2 separate regions of the Sus scrofa genome follow, and region 1 is linked to region 2. The links are chromatin contacts, called in public promoter capture Hi-C maps. All regions are on one chromosome and are shown on one strand. Each heading gives the region's core, a stretch centred on a gene start, on an enhancer-like site or on the middle of the called end of the contact. The rest is flanking DNA. Distances are from core to core; before and after follow the strand shown. Region 1 holds the start of ARL5A (ADP-ribosylation factor-like protein 5A). Region 2 has its middle 120 kb from the start of CACNB4.

Region 1 (4,877 bases), core at 711-3,210, 180 kb after region 2:
TTCCCATTCTGGCTCAGCAGGTTATAAACCCAACGAGTATCCATGAGGATGTGGGTTCAATCCCTGGCCTTGCTCAGTGGGTTAAGGATCCCACATTGCTGTGGCGTGGTGTAGGTCAGCAGCTGCAGCTCTGATTCGACTCCTAGCCTGGAAACTTCCCTATGCAGTAGGTGCAGTCCTAAAAAAAGAAAAAAAAAAAAAAAAGATTTTTAAAAGAAAATAATCTATAAGACCATCTCTTTAATGAAGATTATAAAATATGAAGCCCAAACTTCACAAGTTAATGTGGATATGACATCCATTTAATAAATTGACAGAGATGTGTGGAGAGTTTGCAAAAAGTTTTAGAGCTGCCAAAAGCATTACTTGTAGTGTACAAGAATGGAATTATTAGAGGGTTAATGTAAATTGATTATGCAAACAATATTGTTTTTCTAAATAGCCTAGAGAGTACTTTATTATGTAACTACAAACACAACAATCCACAAGTTAAAATGGATTAATATAGCAATTTTCTTTCCCTTCATAAAGGCTTTTTAACCATAAGTCCCAAAGGAAAACAAAGGACGTTTTCCTGAACAATTGTTTAAAAAGAGACACGTTTCTGTCCTCAATGCTGCCCTTTGCTTTACAGGTACAAGTTTTCTAGCTCAAGACGACTAAGAAAAAATGTAGATTGTCTTGAGTTCTTACTCAAATGAGGTATTTTGTATATATTGAGAAGAGATAGTGTATGGCTAGAAGTGGGGTGGAAAAGTATAGTTTATTGCTGGTTCTAATTTCCTTAGCTCTTGCAGATGAGTGGGTGTGTAGGCAGGAGCTGTTCAAAATATCTTTTACAGTTCCCCCACTTTTTTCTTTCTCTTCCTTTTTACCAAAGTTAAGGAGAAGAGAAGGGATTCGAGCTGTTTCTGGTTTCTTTGTGGAAGAGAACAACCTTGGTTTCTTTTTTCCCACCTTTGCCTCTAACAAGAGTGGAGACTAATTACTACAGGCATCAGATGGTCCAGAATCAAAGAAAGACCTCAGCAACAAACCCTCTGCTTTTACATATAAAAAGTGGAGGCAAAGAGAGGTTAAGTAACTTGCCTAGCCAAAAAATAACACCTGAAACAAGAACTCTGATATCAAGTTACCTAATTATTCGCTTATATTCTAGTTTTCAACTAAGTATCCCACAGCAGAGGGTTGATGAAACAGTGTGACTCTTGCATAGTATGTGGCACAGCTGTTCAAAGTGTTCAGGCAAGAAGCCTAAAAGAGCAGACAGAACATTTGACCACCTATTTAACCAGCTTGGAATGATGGGAGTTACAGCTGGAAAGGACGGCTGAAGCCAAACTGTGGAGAACAATGCGTATCTAAAGCATTTGGATTTTACTGCTCAAATAGCTCTAGTGGCCACTAAACAATTTTAAACATGGGAGTGACTCGATCAAGATCGGACAAGATTGGCCTGAAAACATGGGAGTGACTTGATCTTGTTTCGGACAACATTGGCCTGAAAGGGGAGGAAGATTGGAGAGGGAATAGCCTTGAGGTACAGAATAGCCCTAAAGCGACTGCCTAGGTAAGGTCACCCTGCTGGGTGTTCAGGCCTAAAAGTTTCAGAGATAAAGGTGCTGAGCTTCTCTCAAAGACCCTGCAGGAATGCCGCGCTTATGAAGGCCGGGACGTGGTACTTGGGTGCGGTGTGAACGCAGGGTTGGGGATGTGCACTCAATAACATGTTCACATTATGGCTCTGTGGAAGAAATGCAGAGAAAAACAAAGCTCGCTGAGACGCCCACGCAAGCAGACGAGAGCCAGCAGCCCCAACCAGCACCCTGCGCGCTTGGATCCCCGGGCTCGTCCCGCCGCCTACAGGTCGCCTGGTTTTCTCAGATCAGCTGGGGCCGGGCAGGCGCCCTTCTCCAGGCCACGCCCCTCCAGCCGTGCGCCTGCGCCTTCCCGTCCGCTTCGCCCCGCCCCTCGCCTCCCCCGCCCGCCTGGGCGCCGCCGCCGCAGCCGCCCGAGAGGAGCTGGGGGAGGACGGTGGCCCGCGAGGCTCGTCGCAGACAACGCGGCGGCGATGTCCGCGAGCCAGGCGAGAGCCGCGGCGGCAGCGGCGGGGCCTCGCGCACGGGAGGGCGACCTGGGCTGCGGCCTCCCTCCGGTTCCTAGGAAGCGGGCCGGCGGCCAGCGCGGGAGCAGCAGCGGCAGAGACGGAGGCTCCGGCGCGTCTCTTTCCTCCCCTTGAGCCTGAGCTGGGGGAGGCCAGGAGGCCCGGGTGGCTGGAGGGGGGTCCGCTGCCCGAGAATGGGAATTCTCTTCACCAGGATATGGAGACTGTTCAATCACCAGGGTAGGGGCTGGGGCCGAGCGCGTACGGGTCGGGGAGAGGGTCAGCCCTGGACGCGTTGGGGGGTGGTCTCCGAACACTTCCGGAGTGTGGGCGGCGCGGTCTCGGCTCTGGTTCCCGGCTGCTGGGGATGCGGGCCTGGGGCGGTTCGATCCCACGCCCAGCTAAGGAATGGTTCCCGACTCGCAGCCCTTTGTCTTAGGAGACCTTCCTAAGAAGTCCATTCCGCAAATACACCCATTGCTCCGATTTCAGTTGTGAGCGGCGGTTTCTTGCCCCCCGTCCGACCCCCCGAGCTGCATAGCCTGGTCCATTTTCCTTGAACAGTTGGAGGTTTGCATGCCACGGAGAAATGCTGAGGTTCTCTGGGATGAGCATTACCGAGGGTTGCTGAATGCGGAAAACGTGAGCAATCGCTCTTGACTTGTCCAGTACACCTCAGGTTTATGAGAGTCTTCCCTGCACTCCCCCACCCGGGAGAAGCCACTTAGGCGTCCTGAGTAGTGATGGTCCTCTCCGTTTGCCGTATTTATATCTGTTTAAGGTCATTTTCCTACTCGTGTTGGTTAGTAAAGTAGAGGGTTTGGGGGCTGGATTAGAAATGTTAAGGTGTTTTATTGAAAGCATTTAAAAACCATATCGTATGAAGTGTTTGTTAAGTGTAGGTAACTAGTAAGTTACCAAGTGTAGAGTGTGTGGTCAAAGAGACGCTCAAGTTCATCTAAACTCAAAACAGTGCCTTGAAATGCATATCAGATTTATTGAAATATGTTCCAAAATAAATGTAAAACTGGGGAAGGAAGATACAATTTTAGGAAAAAGACTCCATGGTGCTTAAGATACAGCATAGTTATTGGTGTACTTTTGTTTCATTTTAACTCAAGTTGGGTGATTCATCATCCCTGCTGTCAGTAACTTAGTTTGTGTTTTCCTCTTGTGTAAGCTAGTAGTAGTGTCACAGCCTAAGATTTTCCAGTAAAGACTTAAAGGAATGGTGGCATCTATTATGTACCACCGTCCCGCCTCCTGTTTGATCCTGCTGCTCCTGTAAGAAGACTGTGGAAAGGGAGCAGAACTAGGAACTTGTGATCTCTAGAGTATTTTTTTAAAAAAACTAAAGATGATAATGTAGGTCACATGGTACTAAATGAAAGAGTAATATTTCAGATGATTTTCAAATGATATGGGGAATTTTCATAAACTGGATGAAGCCAGTTTTAATCTACACAGCCTCTGGCTGGCTGTTTCTGTTGGGAGAGGGCAAGGGGGAACCAGTCACTTCACCTCCCTGGATCTGGAGCTCCCCTAGAACAGCTGGGATCTTGACTATATATGACTGAAGTCCACAAAACTTAATCTCTAGGTCTCAAGAATTGAAATTTAAAATTGCTGTAAAATGGGTGGTGCTTATAATAGATAAGATCTATTCTGGCTTTTAAATCCATCATTTTGTATTATTTTTAGCAAAGCTAGTAAATTTCAGTTCTGCTATGAAATTTAAAAAGACTTTGCTTGTTAATTGAGCTCCAGTACTGCAAGCAAAATTAGATGTCTCTACTTTCTATTTTGAGTCAATGATAAAATTATTTGTCTCTGTAATTTAAGAATGAATTAGAACTTTGCCAACAGCTACATGCCAGTAGTAAGTAATGAGATGTTCTTTGTTACCACTAAAAATCTCTGAGTAGTGTTCTTATTACCTATACTTTGTGGTAATTTTTGACTGGACCTTTATTTCAATGTTGGGAATTAATAGTAAGAGGAATTAAGTGAGGTTAAGTTCTAATTTAGATGTCAGTGTTGTGAAAATGTGAATAAACTATTTCTCTTCTGTTAAATGATGTCGTTGTCTTATCAGTAAGGTCACAGTGTTCACCATTAAATCTAGTATCAGGTGCTTTTTAGTCTTTTTAGTTCTGTAAATTGGATGTATATGTCTTTTATGTGTGTGTCAGATATATCTTAGATGTTTTATTTTACCTTTATAAGATACAGAACACAACCCTATGTTCTTTTCACATAAACTCTTGGAAGATTTTGGGGATTACAGAGTTTTCTATGCTGATAGAACAAACTCTGTGCCATTTCTTTTCTGAACTCCCTTTAGAACAGCTTTTTCAGTTTAAGCTCAGCTAGGTTGAGTACACAGTGAAAGCTAATTGCATATTGCTCAAACTTGAAAAACCAGAGGTTGCATTCACATGCTGTTTAAATCAATAGGGTACAAACTTTGTCCTGGATGTTGAATGTATCTTTTTTTTTTTTTTTTTAAATGTTTCTAAAATCCTTTGAAGTAGTTATTCTTTTCTCCTGAAAAGAGGAAACTAGGTTCTAGAATGATTTTACTAGGTGATGCAGATTGGTGAATGCCAGAGTTAAAACACTGCAGAAATATGTCCTTGGTACTGGTCTTCTTAAAGAAGTGACTGGCATCATTTTTTAATATAAAAGTGTCCCCCATTAGGTGTTTCTTGTTACTGAACTATAAACCTTTACCGCTTTAGGACTTTGAAGAGTTGCCGTTAGTATTTTTTAG
Region 2 (5,072 bases), core at 1,867-4,366:
AGCATTCGTCTCATTGAAATGATTTTCCCCAAAAATTTGAGAAGAAAATTAATAACAGAGCTGGCAAACAGGAAAGAGTACTGCCACCTGATAAGAAATTTGAGGCTTCTCTGGGGGATACCAGCAGATAAGATTGGATTTTAAAAGCTAACATAGCAGAAAGCTCAAAAGGATCTGACTGACCTATTGGTTTGCTTAGGGAGAGCCTGTTCTTTGCCCTGGAGCTGGGAAGAAGCATCACAGTGCCATCTAGTGGAAGTCTGGAGGAGTCCTTGGAATGATTGATTATCAGGGTAATTAATTAAGACACCCCATTTGCACCTGCTTCCTCATGCTGAGCAGCTGGTGGCAGCATTTGTCCCCAGGCTAGAGCTGCAAGAACAGTTTTCTAAAATTTGGGCTCTGTCTTGGAGTGGGAGCATTGGCACTGAGGTAACAGAGAAGCAGAGGTATCTTTGGGCTCTGAGTGGAGTGAGGCTCACCAGGCTTGTCCCACTTTGTTGGAGGGCTCAGTCGCTTGCTGCCCTGCTCACACACCCATTGGGAAGCCTGGCTGTGGGCCTGTCTGCCCATGTACAGACTATTCTCACAGCTTGGCTGAAATTCAGGAGAGAGGTCAGCTGTACCAACAGACATTCTAGGGTGTGTATCTGATACAGATTTGTCATGAGTGGCCAGTTATTAACTGCATCCATCATTGATCTCAGTGGATTCCTTAGTGCCTCCATGAGGCTGTTTGCAGAGGGCAAATGAAGCATTGAGAGTAAGGGTGACAAGCGCTGTTGATTTCCGTACAGCCTCCAGTCAGTCACACACTTTACAAGAAAGACAGCTGAGGGTCAGAGAAATTAAGACTTAAATTTGTACAGATAATATGTGGCAGACCTAGGATACAAAACCAGATTTGGGGACATCAGATTATGCTCTTTCTGCTTTTCACGTAGGTTTCAGCTTACTTTGTTTCAACTATTTGATAAACATTCATTTCTAGAAGACTGACTGAACTTGGAGATCTTTAGGTAGCAGTTGTTACATGTTCCAGTGTAATAGCTGCAGAACTCTGAGAAGTGTTCTCAAATGATGGATCCTATATAACTGGCATGGCAGGAGTGAAAAGGACATTTTAATATATTAATAAGAGGGTAATTTAGGGGTATGACTGTAGACGGATGGAGTGTGTGTTCGTCTCCTGTCACCGCTGTAACTGATTACCACAAAGTTGGTGGCATAAACCAACAGACTTAATTTCCTCACAGTTCTGGAGGCTGGAAGTCCAAAGTCAAGCTGTCAACAGGGTCACCTTCCTTTTAACCTCTAGGGGAGATTCCGTTCCTTGCCTCTTCCGGCTTCTGATGGCTGTTGGCCTCCTTGACTTGTGGCTGCATCACTCTGGTCTCTGCCTCCTCCTTCACATTGCCTTCTCCTCTGTGTCTCTGTGTCTTCTCTTCATCTGTCTCTTAAAGGGACACTTGCCACTGGATTTAGGATCCACCTGCATCATCCAGGGTGATAGCATATCAACATCCTATACTTAATTGCATCTGCAAAGACCCTTTTTCCAAGTGAGATCTCAACAAGAAGGTCCAGGAATTTTGGATGTGGACATATCTTTTGGGAGCCATCATTTAACCTACCGCAGAGTGTAAATATTTTTTCTTAGTGAAAAAAAAATCCATTGGCATTATATCGTGTGATTTTTTTTTTTTCCCAACCTGTGGCATATGGAAGTTTCCAGGCTGGGGATCCAAGCTGTAGCTGCCACCTATGCCATAGCTGTAGCAATGCAAGATCCTTAACCTGCTGCACCACTGTGGGAACTCCCCTGTGATGTATGTTAATACAGCCATCAGCACACTTCAACTCTTGGGACTAGATCATGTCATTTTGTTTTGTTTTGTTTTGTTTTTAGGGCTGTACCTGTGGCATATGGAAGTTCCAGGCTAGGGGTCTAATTGGAGCTGTTGCTGCTGGCCTATGTCAGAGCCATGGCAACGCCAGATCCGAGCCGCATCTGTGACCTACACCACGGCTCACAGCAACACCCAATCCTTAACCCACTGAGCGAGGCCAGGGATTGAACCCGCAACGTCATGGTTCCTAGTGGGATTTGTTTCTGCTGCACCATGACGGGAACTCCTAGATCCATGTCATTTTTTCTTAAACCAACGGGTAACAGTTACCAGTTTAGAAAACAGAGCTTTTCTTGAGCCTTTCCCCTGCCTGTGTGTGATGACATTTCCTATGACTTTGTCTCTCCCTCCTTTTCTTCAGCTTCCTAGGAACGATATTTGGATTTTCGGTCTTGGAAACTACTATTCAGGAGAGAGGCGGTCAAGGAGGTCAAGCAAAAGAAAATCAGAAACTGTTCTGCAGTTGCTGTGTTCTTTAGTAGTGGAAAAGAATGGCAGGTTTATTTAGCTCCCAATTGGAAAGAAAGGTAAAATCCTTAACAAGGGAGTGGATACTGGGCTATTTATTTCTGAGTCACTCACAGTCTTCAGTTTGCAGATGGAGAAAACAGAAAGCCAGAAGGATTATATAAGGTCATCTGGCAAGTCAGAGGCTGACCCTGTGTCAACACTAGGAGCTTTGGAGCTCTCTACTCCGATCCCCTGAATCATGTTTCATCTCAAGGGGCTCTTCTTATTCTGTAATCTTGGGTTTCTGAGCAGAAGATTAAGTCTTGACCCTCAAAGTCAAACTGGCACCAATGGGAAGTAAAGCCTTGAATTTGTCGTGTTGGAGCCCCATTCAGTAAATGAGTAAAGATAAATGCTTTGGTTGTGCTGTTCAGGCTCTCTCCAGGCTGGCTCATTGTATGGTATCTGCAAACACACAAACTTTCAAAGTGTCCATTCTAACATGGACCATCAGCAGTGCCTTCCTTGAGTCCAGGTAGATGGTCAGTAGGATGACCGTGGCTGGAGTCCTCGTGTGCAGGGTCATACAAGAAAAGCAACATCAAACCAGAAGACAGCCTTTCTTTTCCATATGGACTTGCTCCAGCTGTTCATCTGAAAGGAGGTTTTTCCCTCCGTAGCCTTTGAACTGCCTTGAACTTGTTTGCATGTTCAAACAATCTGGGAGAATTAGGAAACTATTTGAGGACATGGAGCAAATGCTGTGTGGTAAACTGGGCCAAGGCAAGCTTTGCTTCATCTCGGGAGCACCTGATGGCTCTAACAGGTACTGGTGGGCTGTGTTCCAATGTGAGGCTCAAGTGCCAGGTGATATTGCCAAGCTCCACCATCTTCCAAGTGCCAAACAGGCTTTCATGAAGTGTCTCTGTTAAGGGTATTATGCTTTGAATCATTTTATCTATAAATTTAGCGCCTGAGTTTTTTTTCTTTTTTTGCTAATGCTTATGTAAGCTGCTGCTTCTTTTATTTTTTTTTTATGGTAAGCACATGACTGAACAACTACAAGCCACAAATCTTACACTCAGAAAGTTCACATAGGAGGTTTCTTCATTTGACTTCCTGGTGGCATTGGCCTTGTGGTTTTACTGTCATACCTGGGAGAGTTTTCAAGGTACATTTTTACTCACCTTATCCAAAGGACAAGAACACTCCTGGTGTGTATCTGAGGGAATAGTCATGTTGCCAACCTTTTGGAGTTACTCAGTGGGCCAGTAATAATTTCGAATGTGTCTTGTTGAATATAAACTTATGAAAAACTTAAAACCCAAAGTTTCTGCAAATGTATCTTAATTCTTGCCTCGATCAACACATGGGCCTCAAGGCTGAGATGGTTTTCTATCTTTGCTTAGGCACAAAATTCATTGCAAGAATTTGCAAGGCCAGTGGAATCAGTGGATAAAAGGGACCTGGCCTAAATGATGTAGCTACTAGTTGCAGGCAGGGCAGGCAATGACGTTTGCTTAAGGAGACAGTGAGACATTGTATAGAAAAGGGACTCTCCAGATTATAGATAGTAAAATGTAAACCTCAGTATGAGGACATCTGGCGCATGAGACTGATTTTCTCTAAATACCTTTGTTTGGATTGATCTATTTAAACTTTATTTTTTATTTATTTATTTATTTATTTTATTTTATTTTATTTTATTTTTTTTTGTCTTTTTGCTATTTCTTTGGGCCGCTCCCGCGGCATATGGAGGTTCCCAGGCTAGGGGTCTAATCGGAGCTGTAGCCACTGGCCTACGCTAGAGCCACAGCAACGCGGGATCTGAGCCACATCTGCAACCTACACCACAGCTCACGGCAACGCCGGATCGTTAACCCACTGAGCAAGGGCAGGGACCGAACCCGAAACCTCATGGTTCCTAGTCGGATTCGTTAACCACTGCGCCACGACGGGAACTCCTATTTTTTATTTTTATTATTTTTTTTTTTTTTTTGCTTTTTAGGGAGGCACCCATGGCATGTGGAAGTTCCCAGGCTAGGGGGAAATTAGAGCTGCAGCTGCCAGCCTATGCCACAACCACAGCAATGCCAGATCTGAGCCTTGTCTGTAACCTACACCACAGCTCACAGCAGAACTGGATCCCTGATCCACTGAGCAAGACCAGGGGTTGAACCCAAACCTTTACGGATACTAGTTGGATTCATTTCTGCAGAGCCTCAATGGGAACTCCTATTTCAACTTTGAGATTGGTCCAGGGCCTGTGCCCCTTTGTTCAGAGTGTTAGCCTCTGGAACTAGCCTGCTTTGTAAGTACTTACCTGGCACCTCATGCAATTTGTTAGCCTTCCCTGGCCTACAGGTTTCTCACTGCTATATTGTTTCACCTTTGCTTTGCCACTTTTGCTCTGCGTTCTTCTGGCCTGACTCAACTTTCATTGGCTCTTGTGAAAATCATTTCTCCTGGGCCCCAGGCTCCTAGTTCCTGTCTCTGAAAGTAGGTCTGGGCTTCCTGGGTCAAACAAAAATGGTATCTACAAATTACTTTGTCTCAAAGAGTGTTTCTAGATATAGTTAGTGATCAAAAATATGTTTCCTAACAGGAGGAAAGCTTATGCATAAAGTCTTGATCAGAAAAAAGGTGTTAAAAAAAACCCAAAAACATGGTTCAGCATCTCTGACCCTGACCTTACCCTAGATGTTTTCTTGT

What was found. Promoter capture Hi-C pulls out the DNA fragments that hold promoters and counts their contacts.
Region 1: a contact with region 2 is called in a promoter capture Hi-C map of fetal liver, with 2.7 times the contacts expected there. The contact joins the promoter of ARL5A here to the enhancer-like site in region 2. A contact is called at or near these places in 3 of 5 promoter capture datasets (fetal liver, fetal skeletal muscle and liver), 8 of 47 Hi-C or Micro-C datasets (embryonic fibroblasts, fetal skeletal muscle, liver and 1 more) and 1 of 2 datasets of contacts at active chromatin or transcription factors (skeletal muscle).

Annotation. Positions count from the first base shown.
Region 1 is chr15:465,965-470,841 of Sscrofa11.1, forward strand. It overlaps ARL5A (ADP-ribosylation factor-like protein 5A), which reads left to right and starts at 1,961. Exons shown (of 6, transcript XM_021076258.1): 1 at 1,961-2,344. The coding sequence starts at 2,299.
Region 2 is chr15:282,490-287,561 of Sscrofa11.1, forward strand. No RefSeq gene overlaps it. Among named protein-coding and RNA genes, the nearest start is that of CACNB4, 120 kb to the right of the region's middle. Within about 2 kb of position 3,117, at least 1 of the 83 cell types and tissues checked has an H3K27ac peak or open chromatin away from gene starts, as enhancers often do. A contact at or near this core is called in fetal liver, where this site is marked.